4 separate regions of the Mus musculus genome follow, and all the other regions are linked to region 4. The links are chromatin contacts, called in public HiCAR-type and promoter capture Hi-C maps. All regions are on one chromosome and are shown on one strand. Each heading gives the region's core, a stretch centred on a gene start, on an enhancer-like site or on the middle of the called end of the contact. The rest is flanking DNA. Distances are from core to core; before and after follow the strand shown.

The links. Promoter capture Hi-C pulls out the DNA fragments that hold promoters and counts their contacts. HiCAR-type assays count read pairs that join an accessible place to other places.
Region 1: a promoter capture Hi-C map of pre-B cells shows a contact between it and region 4, with 4 times the contacts expected there. The contact joins the promoter of Stk40 here to the promoter of Yrdc in region 4. A contact is called at or near these places in 4 of 39 promoter capture datasets (cranial neural crest, hippocampal neurons, liver and 1 more), 1 of 484 Hi-C or Micro-C datasets (B cells), 5 of 115 datasets of contacts at active chromatin or transcription factors (astrocytes, embryonic forebrain, embryonic stem cells and 2 more) and 1 of 9 other capture datasets (adipose tissue).
Region 2: a contact with region 4 is called in a promoter capture Hi-C map of liver, with 2.8 times the contacts expected there. The contact joins the promoter of Csf3r here to the promoter of Yrdc in region 4. A contact is called at or near these places in 5 of 39 promoter capture datasets (the 3T3-L1 cell line, cranial neural crest, liver and 1 more), 2 of 115 datasets of contacts at active chromatin or transcription factors (embryonic stem cells and large pre-B cells) and 1 of 9 other capture datasets (liver).
Region 3: a HiCAR-type map of astrocytes shows a contact between it and region 4, with 4 times the contacts expected there. The contact joins the promoter of Ndufs5 here to the promoter of Yrdc in region 4. A contact is called at or near these places in 1 of 39 promoter capture datasets (liver) and 1 of 115 datasets of contacts at active chromatin or transcription factors (astrocytes).

The regions. Positions count from the first base shown.
Region 1 is chr4:126,102,627-126,105,326 of GRCm38.p6, forward strand. It overlaps Stk40 (serine/threonine kinase 40), which reads left to right and starts at 1,331. Exons shown (of 11, transcript NM_028800.3): 1 at 1,331-1,520.
Region 2 is chr4:126,023,266-126,025,965 of GRCm38.p6, forward strand. It overlaps Csf3r (colony stimulating factor 3 receptor (granulocyte)), which reads left to right and starts at 1,394. Exons shown (of 17, transcript NM_007782.3): 1 at 1,394-1,530. It overlaps Gm32908 (a long non-coding RNA gene), which reads right to left and starts at 1,389. Exons shown (of 4, transcript XR_003955278.1): 1 at 990-1,389.
Region 3 is chr4:123,716,737-123,719,436 of GRCm38.p6, forward strand. It overlaps Ndufs5 (NADH:ubiquinone oxidoreductase core subunit S5), which reads right to left and starts at 1,450. Exons shown (of 3, transcript NM_001030274.1): 1 at 1,377-1,450.
Region 4 is chr4:124,849,326-124,852,025 of GRCm38.p6, forward strand. Yrdc (yrdC domain containing (E.coli)) reads left to right here and starts at 1,434. Exons shown (of 5, transcript NM_153566.2): 1 at 1,434-1,841; 2 at 2,368-2,482; 3 at 2,575-2,694. The coding sequence starts at 1,450. Mtf1 (metal response element binding transcription factor 1) reads left to right here. Exons shown (of 11, transcript NM_008636.4): 11 at 1-475. 1110065P20Rik (RIKEN cDNA 1110065P20 gene) reads right to left here and starts at 1,239. Exons shown (of 3, transcript NM_001347196.1): 1 at 1,197-1,239; 2 at 907-1,108; 3 at 160-637. The coding sequence starts at 1,231. The coding sequence ends at 542.

The DNA of each region.
Region 1 (2,700 bases), core at 81-2,580, 1.3 Mb after region 4:
CTCCTAGAGGTTCCCCGACTGAGACCAGTGGGCATCTATAGGGTGTGGTTAGCTGGATGTGAAACTCCTTGGGTCCTCCCATGGTTGGTGTAATGTGTTATCCCCACTTGGGCAGCCAGGATTTACACTGAATTACCTAGTTTGTAAGTGATACAATGGGGATTCAAGCTCTAGCCTTTTTGGAACCCACGAAACTTTCTTCAAACCACAGCCCAGCCATTATTAGCTGGGTGTCACGGCAGAGGTTACCCTCTCTCTCTGAGTGCTACCTTCTGCATTTGTTAACAGGTCTCTAAAAGTGCCTCATTTTGCATAAGACAGGGCCTTAGGAGCTGGTATCATTACTAGTTATTCAGCATTATCTGCAGCTGAATGGCCACCAAGCCAATCAAAGACATTAAGAAAGGATTCAGGCTGGGACTTCATTATGAAGACCAGCCTTCGGTGTCCTAGCAGGGCTTAGTCGTGTCCACGTGTGTCTACACGTGGATCCAGAATGACCCAGGGGAGGGAAGAGTGTCATCAAGTACACTTGTTAACTCTGAGACAAAGGAGTGGGACTATGGCCGCTGGTACTGCTGCCACCGAGCCCTTCTGGCCGCTTCTACACGGCAGTGGACGGAAGCCAGGATTTTCGAGGGCCCCCAGTGAGTCACCAGACTGATGCAATCCCTTTAAAGGGCTCATCTGCTGGTGCAAGAAGCTGATTCATGGAGGGCGTGGCTGCTGAAGGAGGAGAAAGGACGGAAACTGGCAGGAGGGAGTGAGGTAGACAGCCGGCTGAAGTCGTTCATTGGAACTCTTCACTGCAATCTCCCTGGACAAGACTCTAGGGATGTCCAAGATGAACTTGGCCATCTTTGGGGTTTCTGAAGGGCCTAAAGTGAAATGAATTGTGACAGTAGCGACAGCCAATTCTTGACTTCTCTTGTACCCAACTTCAGCACTTTCCCACACAAATTTCCAGAAGCCGAGAAATGGGGAGCAAAGAAAGACTACTTTTCTAAAGAATGCAGTGCAGTTGGCGGGTTTTGCAACCACTTAGAGACGTCCCCAACCCCAGCAAGGAGAGCATAAGTCGGTGAGGTTCTGCAGAGCCAAGGCGGACCGGCGCCTCTGTCCCAGTCCCACTGTAGATGTAGATTAGCGGTAAGTACCGCCCCCTGACTGTCCAATCACTTTACAGATTTCGACCCAGACTCCACCCAGAACCAATTGGCGATCTTATCTGGGCTTCCTGCCTGAAGGCTTCCGCCCATCCTGAAGATGGCGCACCAACCCCAAACTCAGGCGAGGGGGCGGGAGGCGGGGCCGAGAGCCTATGCGTCACTTCCGTTGTCAGGTGGCGGCGCCGCAGCCATGGAGGGAGGCGGCGGCGGCAGCTCTGGCGGCTGCGCTGGGAGGCGGCGGTGAGCGGCTCCCACGCCCCCGGCCCGGCCCCGGCCCCCGGGACGGAGCGCCGAGCAGCCCCGACTCTGGGCTGCGGACTATGGGCAAGGAGCGCTGATTCCCCGGGAAAGGTGAGTTCGGGGTCCCGGGACGCGGAGCCGGGTGGGGGCTGCGTGCTGGCGGGGCGGGCCACCGTGGCGGAGGGACCCCGGTGACAGCCCGAAGCTGACCGGCGCGACCAGAACGGCTATAGTGAATTCCCCCTCCGCCACTGGAGGTCTGTCCTTCCCGGCAGCGGGGGCGTCGGCTGCCGGGAGCCTCGGTCTTTTGCCGCAGCCCTGGGAAATGGGCACTGCTCGCCTTGCCCAGACCCACTCAACCAGTCATCGAAGCAGCCGGCGTTTGGCCCGCTCTAGTTTTTCTCCCAGAGAGACCCGCTCCTCCTCTCCATGCTTCTCTCCTGACCTAGAGAGTGACTTGAAAGTTAGAACGAGTCCCCAAGGAGAGCCAGCCAAGGTTTTCCTCCTGGAGCCCTCACCCGTTGGCACCAACACCATCGCTGCTGGGGAATTTTCACATCCTGGGCGGCGTTCAGGTGCGAGTCACAGCAACCTGCTTGCCAGATCCACGTTGGGCCGGTCTTCACCGTGGGAGAGCTTGCTGTGGTCAGTGTTTCACCTGCCATCCTGGTCAGGCCCGCCCATTCCTACGATGCTTGGCCCCACCTTTCAATCTTGGGTAGGAGCTTTCGGATTCCCGGTGGCTTCTCCGTCCACCCCCACTCCCCCAGGTTGTTGGCAGAAGGAAGAGCTGACAGCCACCTTCGGTGGCAGGATAGACTTTGCTCTGTTTTAAGTCACTGGAGGAAACCGGTTGGCTTTGCTGGTTTTGAGAATCATTGAGGAAGAGGGTAGTCACGCTGGGCTGGGCGCCTTTCCCTCTCGGCTGAGTAGTTTTGCATGAGATAAGGAAGAGCAAAATCCTATAGCCCTTATTTATAAACAACGTTGTGAGTTCCTCCTTAAAGGCCCTGTTATTTGATTGTGGATTAGACTATCTCTGCCAGAGATAGTCCCCATTCATTCATTCATTCATTCATTCATTTTTCTCATAACAAAAGGGCCCTGCCTGTAGAGCCTAGTGCTGTGTAGTATTCGTAGGCTTTGGAGGCTCACTCCTTAAAGCCTGGGATTAAAAGTGTGTGTCAACCTTGCTCTGGACTCCTTAAATTCAGATTCTGGTGCCGCTGCTTTCTGGTTGCCCGACCTTGGGTCATTTGTATTCGTCCTCATTTGCAAACCACTGGCCATG
Region 2 (2,700 bases), core at 144-2,643, 1.2 Mb after region 4:
ATTGACAAAGGATTGATCCTGGTGCTTGATTTTAAATGTCAACTTGCCACGATTTAGAATCGCCCAAGCAGCAATTCTCAGTTGAGGAATTATCTTGACTCCCTTAATGGATGTGGGAAGACCCACCCCAGAGATGGGCGGCGCCTTCTGGTGGCAGCCCAGATCAAAAGCAGGACATGGAAGAAGGAAGCCTTTTTCCCTGACCTTCCCCTCTGCTGCTAGTAGTCTACCCTGCTGCTGCCACCCCACTTGATTCCTTTGCTCAAGTCAAAATCAGCTTTCGACATGGACTGAGGACCAGATACCCTCCAGGTCTTCAGTACCACCTTGGGAGTGCCAAGGCACCAAAGGATTTCCCAGGTGGGTTCTCAGTGCTCCTACTTCCTCTGTATTGCATAAGCTAATTTGATAAATTCATGTGTGTGCGTATATGTGTTCGTATATATGTGTGTGTGTGCGCGCGCGCGCGCACGCGCGTGCGTGTGCACGCGTATACACTCATTAAGTGGACTCTGTTCCTCTAGAGCAGAGGTTCTCAACAGGGGTCACCTAAGATCATTAGAAAACACAGATATATATTATGATTCATACCAGGAAAAAATTACAGTTATGAATTAGCAAGGAAAATAATTTTACAGTTGGGGGGTCACCACAACATGAGGAATTGCATTACAGGGTCATAGCACTAGGAAGGTTGAGAACCGCTGCTCTAGAGAACCCTGACTAATATACCAATATATACTATTTTGATGATTTTCAAACTTAGAACAATTTTTCCCCTCTCTTTTGTGATAGATGAACTTACAGGGTGGGCCTTTTGAAAGGGGTTACAACCTGAGAAGATAAAACCAGGAACCCCTAGGATTGTACAAAGCGGTGAGGGCAGGGACCATGGACTAGGGAGGCCAGGGGTGGGAGGGTCTATTGAGAGTCCTGGAAAATGGCAGGTTTTCAGCTAACAAGGGAAGAAAACCTGAAGTAAACGTTACCTGTCCTGGAATCTTGATTCTTCCCGGGCAGAGGCTTCAGCCAGACTCAGTGAGAAGAGAGTCTCCTCCACCCCAGCCCTCATTAATTTTCCACGCTATTTTGTCCTGCTTCGTTTTGAAATAAACACTTGAAGACCCCAGCCCTCCCTTGGCCCTGTCTTGTCTCGGGTGCTCTGCTGAGCCTCAAAGCGAGGAGCTCAGGAAATCCGGAGAGAAGGGAGGGTGGCCACGGGCCAGGTTGCTACAATGCCCAGCCCTCTAAGACCCCTGAGGCAGGAAGGTCCCTAGCTCACCAGTTTCCCTCAACCTCCTTCCTGAGAGGAAGGGGCTGTCTATGTCCCCCACCCCAAGGGTGAAGGCTCAGCCAAACGCAGCAGGGAAGCCAGGAAGGTGTCGCAATTCTGGGTCCCCCCCACCCCCCGCCTGTCATTAACGACGGGGCTAGAAAGAGAAGTTTCGGGAACTTGCCCCAAGAGGAGAGGAGACGAGAGAGAAGAGAGAGCACAAGCGTGGGGGCTGGGCACAGCGCCCTAGCCCCAGTGTAAGTAGGGGGAGGGCGGGGAGCCCTGGAGACCTCAGACCATTCCCCAACCCTGCTAGGGCCACATCAGGGGGCCCAAGACAGGATCCTTGGGGAAATGGGAGTCTCTCTGTGTGTATAGCATCAGGGAGGTCAGACAGCTGGATCTCTGGGAACAGGAGCTGAGCTCAGGTATGAAGAATCCCACCCAGAGTCCCTATCCTTCAGACAGGCTTACTCCCTGCTTTCAGCCATTTGGCCTGCTTCTTCTCAGCAAGAACAGCTGTCTCAGAGTCTCTGGGCCTCTGTTTCCTCTCCCGGTTCCCTTAGCCTCTTAACTTTAAACAGTTGATGCAAGACTTGCCTGAGATAGCTTTCTCTGTCGGCCTCTCCACTTCTCTCTGCATCGCTCCAGCCTGCTCATCGTTGTTGTTGATGATGATGTTGTATGCAGCTCTCATGCAGACAAGGTTTATCATCTTGTCGGCAGATAAGAACCTTGAACTTCTTCTGATCCTCCTGTATCACAAATGCTGGTCTGTAGGCCTCCACCACCATGCCTGATACTTAATGTGGTACTGGGGATCAAGCCTTGGTCTTTGTGCCTGCTAGACAAGTGTTCAACCAACTAAGCTCTATCCCCAGCCCTGGTTGCTTTATATTTTTGAGATAGGTTTCGCTAAGTTGCCAAAATGAGATTTGAATGTCTTCTATAGCACAGGCTGGCCTTGATCTTGTAACACACTTGCCCCCACTTCCAGAATAACTGGTCTCAACCCCCTGCCACTGGGCTAGGCTCTACCTCTGTCTATTCTCTATGTATCTCTTTTCCCCAGCTTGTCTATTCACCCATCTATGATGCATTGATCCTTTATCTCTGCCACACCTGGGGATCTCGCTCCCATAGTTTATTCTCAACATCCTCTTCGTCCCCGTCTTCCCACAGACAGAATTTCAAAAGAATAGGACAGGAGAAGGGAGCCCAGAGGGAAGGTTGGCAACAATGAGCAAAAGGAAAAGGTAGAGAGGATGCTGTAGCAGCCTGACTTACGGCATCAGCTGTGTCCGTGGGCACAGTGGACACAGCGAGCAGCTGCAGAGCCCAGCACATGGCCAGAGTGGTGGGAAGAGCCTGAGAGGCTTGGAGCTAGAAGTAGACCTGGTGGCTATGCCAGGAGGCTATTGGTTCCT
Region 3 (2,700 bases), core at 200-2,699, 1.1 Mb before region 4:
GCTGCAGCTCCAGCTTCAGGGCCGTATGATGTGTCTGGCTTCACGGAGTAGCTACACTCACATGCCCACAGTCATACATCCACACATAATTAAAACTTTAAAAAGTACTTTGTCCACCGGGCAGTTGTGGCACATGACTTTAATCCCAGCACTTGGGAGACAGAGGCAGGCAGATCTCTGAGTTCGAGGCCAGCCTGGTCTACAAAGTGAGTTCCAGGACAGCCAGGGCTACACAGAGAAACCCTGTCTCGAACCCCCCCCCCCAAAAGTACTTCGTCCATTACTGTAACAGTCTATTTACTTCTATGTTTTTCCTACTGCTTTTGTTTTGAGAGCAAAATCGAGCAGATGCTAGTTAACTGCTAAAAATAAATGAACAAGTCAAATTAAAATTTTGTAAAAAAATAAAAAAAATCAGGAAATCTCAAACAACTTACACGTACAACTATAAAGCAGTGGATAGATTCTGGTGCTCAGTAGAATATGACATACATTAAGCAAAAAGAACATATGGAAAATACATAGTAAAGTTGACATAGAACAAAATAATCCCAAACGACAAATGTGCTTAAGAATGGAAAGCAAGCGCAGCACCCACATCAAAACCATCCTGTACGCGGACATTTAGGTGAATTTAATTTATAAAGCTCCCTCCCATTCTTTTAGTCATTTACTGTGTATGTCAGAGGCAAATGGGGGAAACGGCTCATCATAAGCACTGGAGACCCACACTGGGAACCTGAGTAAGAATTCGGGGGAGGAAGCCATTGGGAGAATAGAAAAAGTCCCAGAGGAGGATCTACATCGCTCTCTCTCTCGCTCTCTCTCTCTCTCTCTCTCTCTCTCTCTCTCTCTCTCTCTCTCACACACACACACACACACACACACACACACACACACACACACACAAACATAGACAACAGAAGTTATGACAATGAGGACGGACAGAGGCTCTGGAGCGGCTGCTGAGCCAAGTGCACAACAGGAAGAAAGTAGAGGGCTCTGGGGACCAAAATCAGGATGTGGTGCACGCCTTTAATCTCAACACTTGGAAGACAGAGGCAGATGCTTCTCTGTGAGTTCAAGGCCAGCTTGGTCTACAGAGTGAATTCCAGCCTACACAGAGAAACCCTGTCTCAAAACAAAAACAAAAAGGAGCGGGATGTCAGGGTAGGAAGGAGGCCAAGGCAGGAGTCCGGCAGACGGTGGATTTGCTCCGGAGGGCCGGGGGTGGGGGTGACGACCTAGTTACGGGGTGAAGGGAAGGCAGGAGGACACGCCCAGACCTGGGCCACCCACAGAGAGAGGAAATGTGTCAAGGAGCTAATCCTGAACGAAACTTCTTGGCTGTGCGGACACAGCAGCGCCTACCGCACCTCTGCAGTGCCCTTGTCAGGTCCCTGGTGCAATTCCCGACCGCCGGCTGCGGGAGGACGCAGACGCCTGCCGTAAAGGACGCCCGCAGCACGACATCTCCAGAGCGACGCCGTAAATCAACCACCGGCCGAGGAACTGTAGAAACCAAGCACAGCGGGTCTGCGCCTGCGCAGCAAGCAGCCCAGCCTCCAGACGCTGACAGCTGATAAACCGACTTTCCCCATACTACTGCGCCCGGTAGTGAGTTCTCCCTTTCAGCACTGTCGTGACCGTTGATTGTTGTGCTACTTGAGCAAGGTCACACTCGAGAAAGAGTAGTGCTTCCCTCACCCCAAGGAAATGTGGTGATTAAAGCTCGTGTGCCGTGACCCCAAAACTTGTGTGACTGTTTCCCAGTTTCACGGTGGCAGTTTCCCTTTTTGGTAATAAACATAATAGCCGGGCTGGAGAGACAGCTCAGAGGTTAAGAGCATTTGTTGATCTGGGAGAGGTCCTCGGTTTAACTCTAGATTCAGGGGACCCAACATAGTTCTTCTAACCTCAGCAATACCAGGAGCACACACATGGTGCACATACATGAAGACAAAACTCTCGCACATAAAGTAAATCTTAAAAGAAAGATAATAGTGCCTAACGTGGTGGCTCAGGCCTTTAAATCACAGAAATTAAGAAACGGAAACAGGTGGATGTCTATGAGTTCTAGGCCAACTAAGGCTACATAGTGAGATCTTGTTACAAACAAACAGCTATAGAGTTACTATAGGGACTTCTTTATACTGTGACATGATGAAAACGTTCTTTGATGTATTAGCTGACATTTGCACCAAAGCAATCAGAAAGCTGAGACAGGAGGATGTATCCTCTTGAGTTCAAGGCTGGCCTGGCCTATAAGACAGATGCTGTGCCTGCGAATGAACAGTTTCTGGAGAAAATTCCCGAAGTCCATGTGGTGGGTTCAATAGGAATGGCCCCCATAGATTCACGTGTGTGAATGCTTGCCTCATAGGCAGTGGCACTATTAGGAAGGGTGGCCTTGTGAGAGTATGTGTGGCTTTGTTGGAGAAAGTGTGTCACTTTTGGGGAGGGATTTGAGGTCTCCTATGCTCAAGTCAAGCCTAGTGTGGATTAGTCTCCTTTTGCTGCCTGTTGATCAAGATGTAGAAATCTCAGTTCCTTCTCCAACACCATGCCTTCCTGCATGCTGCCATGCTTCCTGCCATGATGATAGTGGACTAACCTCTGAAACTGTAAGCCAGCCCCAATTAAATGGTTGCCATGGTCACAAGTCTTTTTACAGCAATAGAAACCCTAGTAAGAGAGTCC
Region 4 (2,700 bases), core at 184-2,683:
ATTGAAAAAGCAATATTAAATACTAATGAAATCTTAATTAAATGCTTATTTAAATCTGGTAGTACATGTGGCATTACTTCCCATCCCTGTCCCTGGTTGACACTCTCTTCCCACTCCCAGCCATCAAGTCTTGGAGGGACAGAAAAGAAAGGTCAGTCACCAGGGTCTGCAGATTTCCTTTTAATCAAGACTCTGCTCAAGTGTTTTGTGGGGCTGAGAGCCCCCAAAGCATGAAATGAACATGTAATACCACCTGGAACCCCCAAAGCAGGCCAGACCACTCTGGCCAGCACTGCTGGCTTCCTGAATCCGAGTACTCAAGACTGGATGTTTGTTGGCTCCATTTCAAAGCACAGTACTGCCTTCAGCCAGGACGACGTGGGAGTGAACCCAGCTGCTAGTAGAGTTGCCATCCCAGGCTGAGGGCCAAGTACCAGCAACTGCCCGTGAAGACTGGCCCCTTTTAGTGAAGGGAGTTGGTCACAGTCCAGCCACTGGCCCTGGAAAGGGACAGAAGTCAGGGTGCCCGGCTAGGGTATGATCAAGACTCCGAGGCTCCATCGCCAGCATCCTTTGGAAGGCCACCTCTGGCCGATACAGATGGCTGGGGCGGCGCTCCAGACTTGGCTGAACCGTTCTAGTTGGAACAGAAAAGGGGGGAGGGGGGATGAGCCCGGAGGAAAGGCCTTAAGTTAGGCCCCACAAGAATAAGGCCACTTGGCATCTCGACAGTACCATGCTTTTTCAAAACCTCGCTCAGATCAAAGGAAGTTAAGCGGTGGGGATGCTCTTCCACCTGCCTCCTTTGGAGCGGGGTGGGGGTGGGGAGCGCGAGCTAGACCAGTGCAGTGAGTGGGAAGCGCCCACCTCCCCAGGTCCAGCCCGGAGAGGGCACTGGGCACTGACCCCGCCACCAGCCGGTTCTGGGCGCCGGCGGCCCAGCTGCCGCAGCATCTCCTCACAGGCGGCGATGGTGTCCAGAAGCTGCCGCTGCCGCTGCTCCACGGCGTCCAGCAGCTGCTGGGCGCGTTCATCTCGGGGCGGCTGCGGGGGTGGCCTCCCGCCGAGCCCCAACCCCGCCTTCCCACGGTCCACGCCGGCAGCCTCCCTGCCCGGGAGAGAGACGGCGTCAGGGCCCGGCGCTAGGCGGCGCGAGGTCGCGGCCCCAACCCACCGCCCCGCCGGCCCGCTCTCACCCCCGTGACCAGCCTGCGCCGGGACCCCACTCCATCGCCGCCCGTGCCACCCGCTCACCACCCCTCCGCAGTCCGCCCCCCGCGCCGCGCGAGGAGTCCGCTAAGCCGAGCCCCGCCCCGTCCCCACCGTTCTCCTTCAAGTCGCCTGGGGGTCGCGGTCCCTTTAAGCGGCCGGGAGCGGAGGCGGGGCCGAGCCTCGCGGGCCGGAAGTTGCGTCCGTGCGTCACTTCCTCCCGGAAGCGGCTCGGCACGGATGTCTACGGCGCGTCCGTGCGCGGGGCTGAGGGCCGCCGTGGCGGCCGGCATGGGGTTGAGCGACGGGCCGGCTAGTTCTGGCCGCGGCTGCCGCCTCCTACGCCCTCCTGAGCCCGCTCCGGCGCTGCCGGGGGCCCGGCTGCTGCGGCTTCCGGAGAGCGAGCCCGTGGAAGCCGCGAGCCCCGAGCGCTCCGGCTGGACCGAGGCGCTGCGGGCCGCCGTGGCCGAGCTGCGCGCCGGCGCCGTGGTGGCGGTCCCGACCGACACGCTCTACGGCCTGGCCTGCTCGGCGAGCAGCTCGGCGGCCCTGAGTTGCGTGTACCGCCTCAAAGGCCGCAGCGAGGCCAAGCCGCTGGCCGTGTGCCTGGGCCGCGTGGCCGACGTCTACAGGTGAGGCGGCCCCGCTGGGGGCGGCCCCGCGGGAGGGGTTTCCGGTGACAGCCTCGGGAGACCGCGGCGTCCGCCGAGCGCGGGAGGGGCTTGTCCTTGCTCCCCGAGGAGGAATCCGGAACTGGAGATTGGTCGGGAGCGCTGACGGCTCGCCAAGATCCGCTCTAGACAGTCGGTCGAGAAGCTGAGTTAGGCGAGCATGGCACTCTTCTCCCGGTGCCCTTGTGATGGGCGGAGGGGAGGCCCGTTTCGGGGTAACGCCTTCCAGATGATTAAACGGATTGAGATTGTATCCACGTGCCACGGCGCTGTGGTTTTGTCCCCCAAGACAGGCGGATAGACTTAAAGCCCAGGGTACTCTGTGGAGTCTGTCTTCTGCCAGAACTCCGAGGAAGAGGGAGTAGAGAGTCAGGTAGATCTCGTTCATTATACACGCGAAGGGGACCCCTCTCCAGCATCTGCCTTAAGTCCCCAGGAAAGGTCCATCAGGGTGATTTGGAGAGGATTTGTGCTCCTTTGCCTGCAGGTACTGTCAGGTGAGAGTACCTAGGGAGCTCCTGGAAGACCTGTTCCCAGGCCCTGTGACCCTGGTGATGGAGCGCTCCGAGGAGCTCAACAAAGACCTGAACCCCTTTACTCGTGTGAGTCAAGAGTTTTCCCTTTTCCTGCGATCTAAATCAGACGCTTGCAAGCCCTCGATGTCTTCCTCACGTTCTCTTTTCTTGCTTCCCAGCTTGTTGGCATCCGGATTCCTGACCATGCCTTCATGCTGGACTTGGCCCAGATGTTTGGGGGACCACTTGCACTCACTAGTGCCAACCTCAGCTCCCAGGCCAGTTCTCTGAGTGTTGAGGTGAGA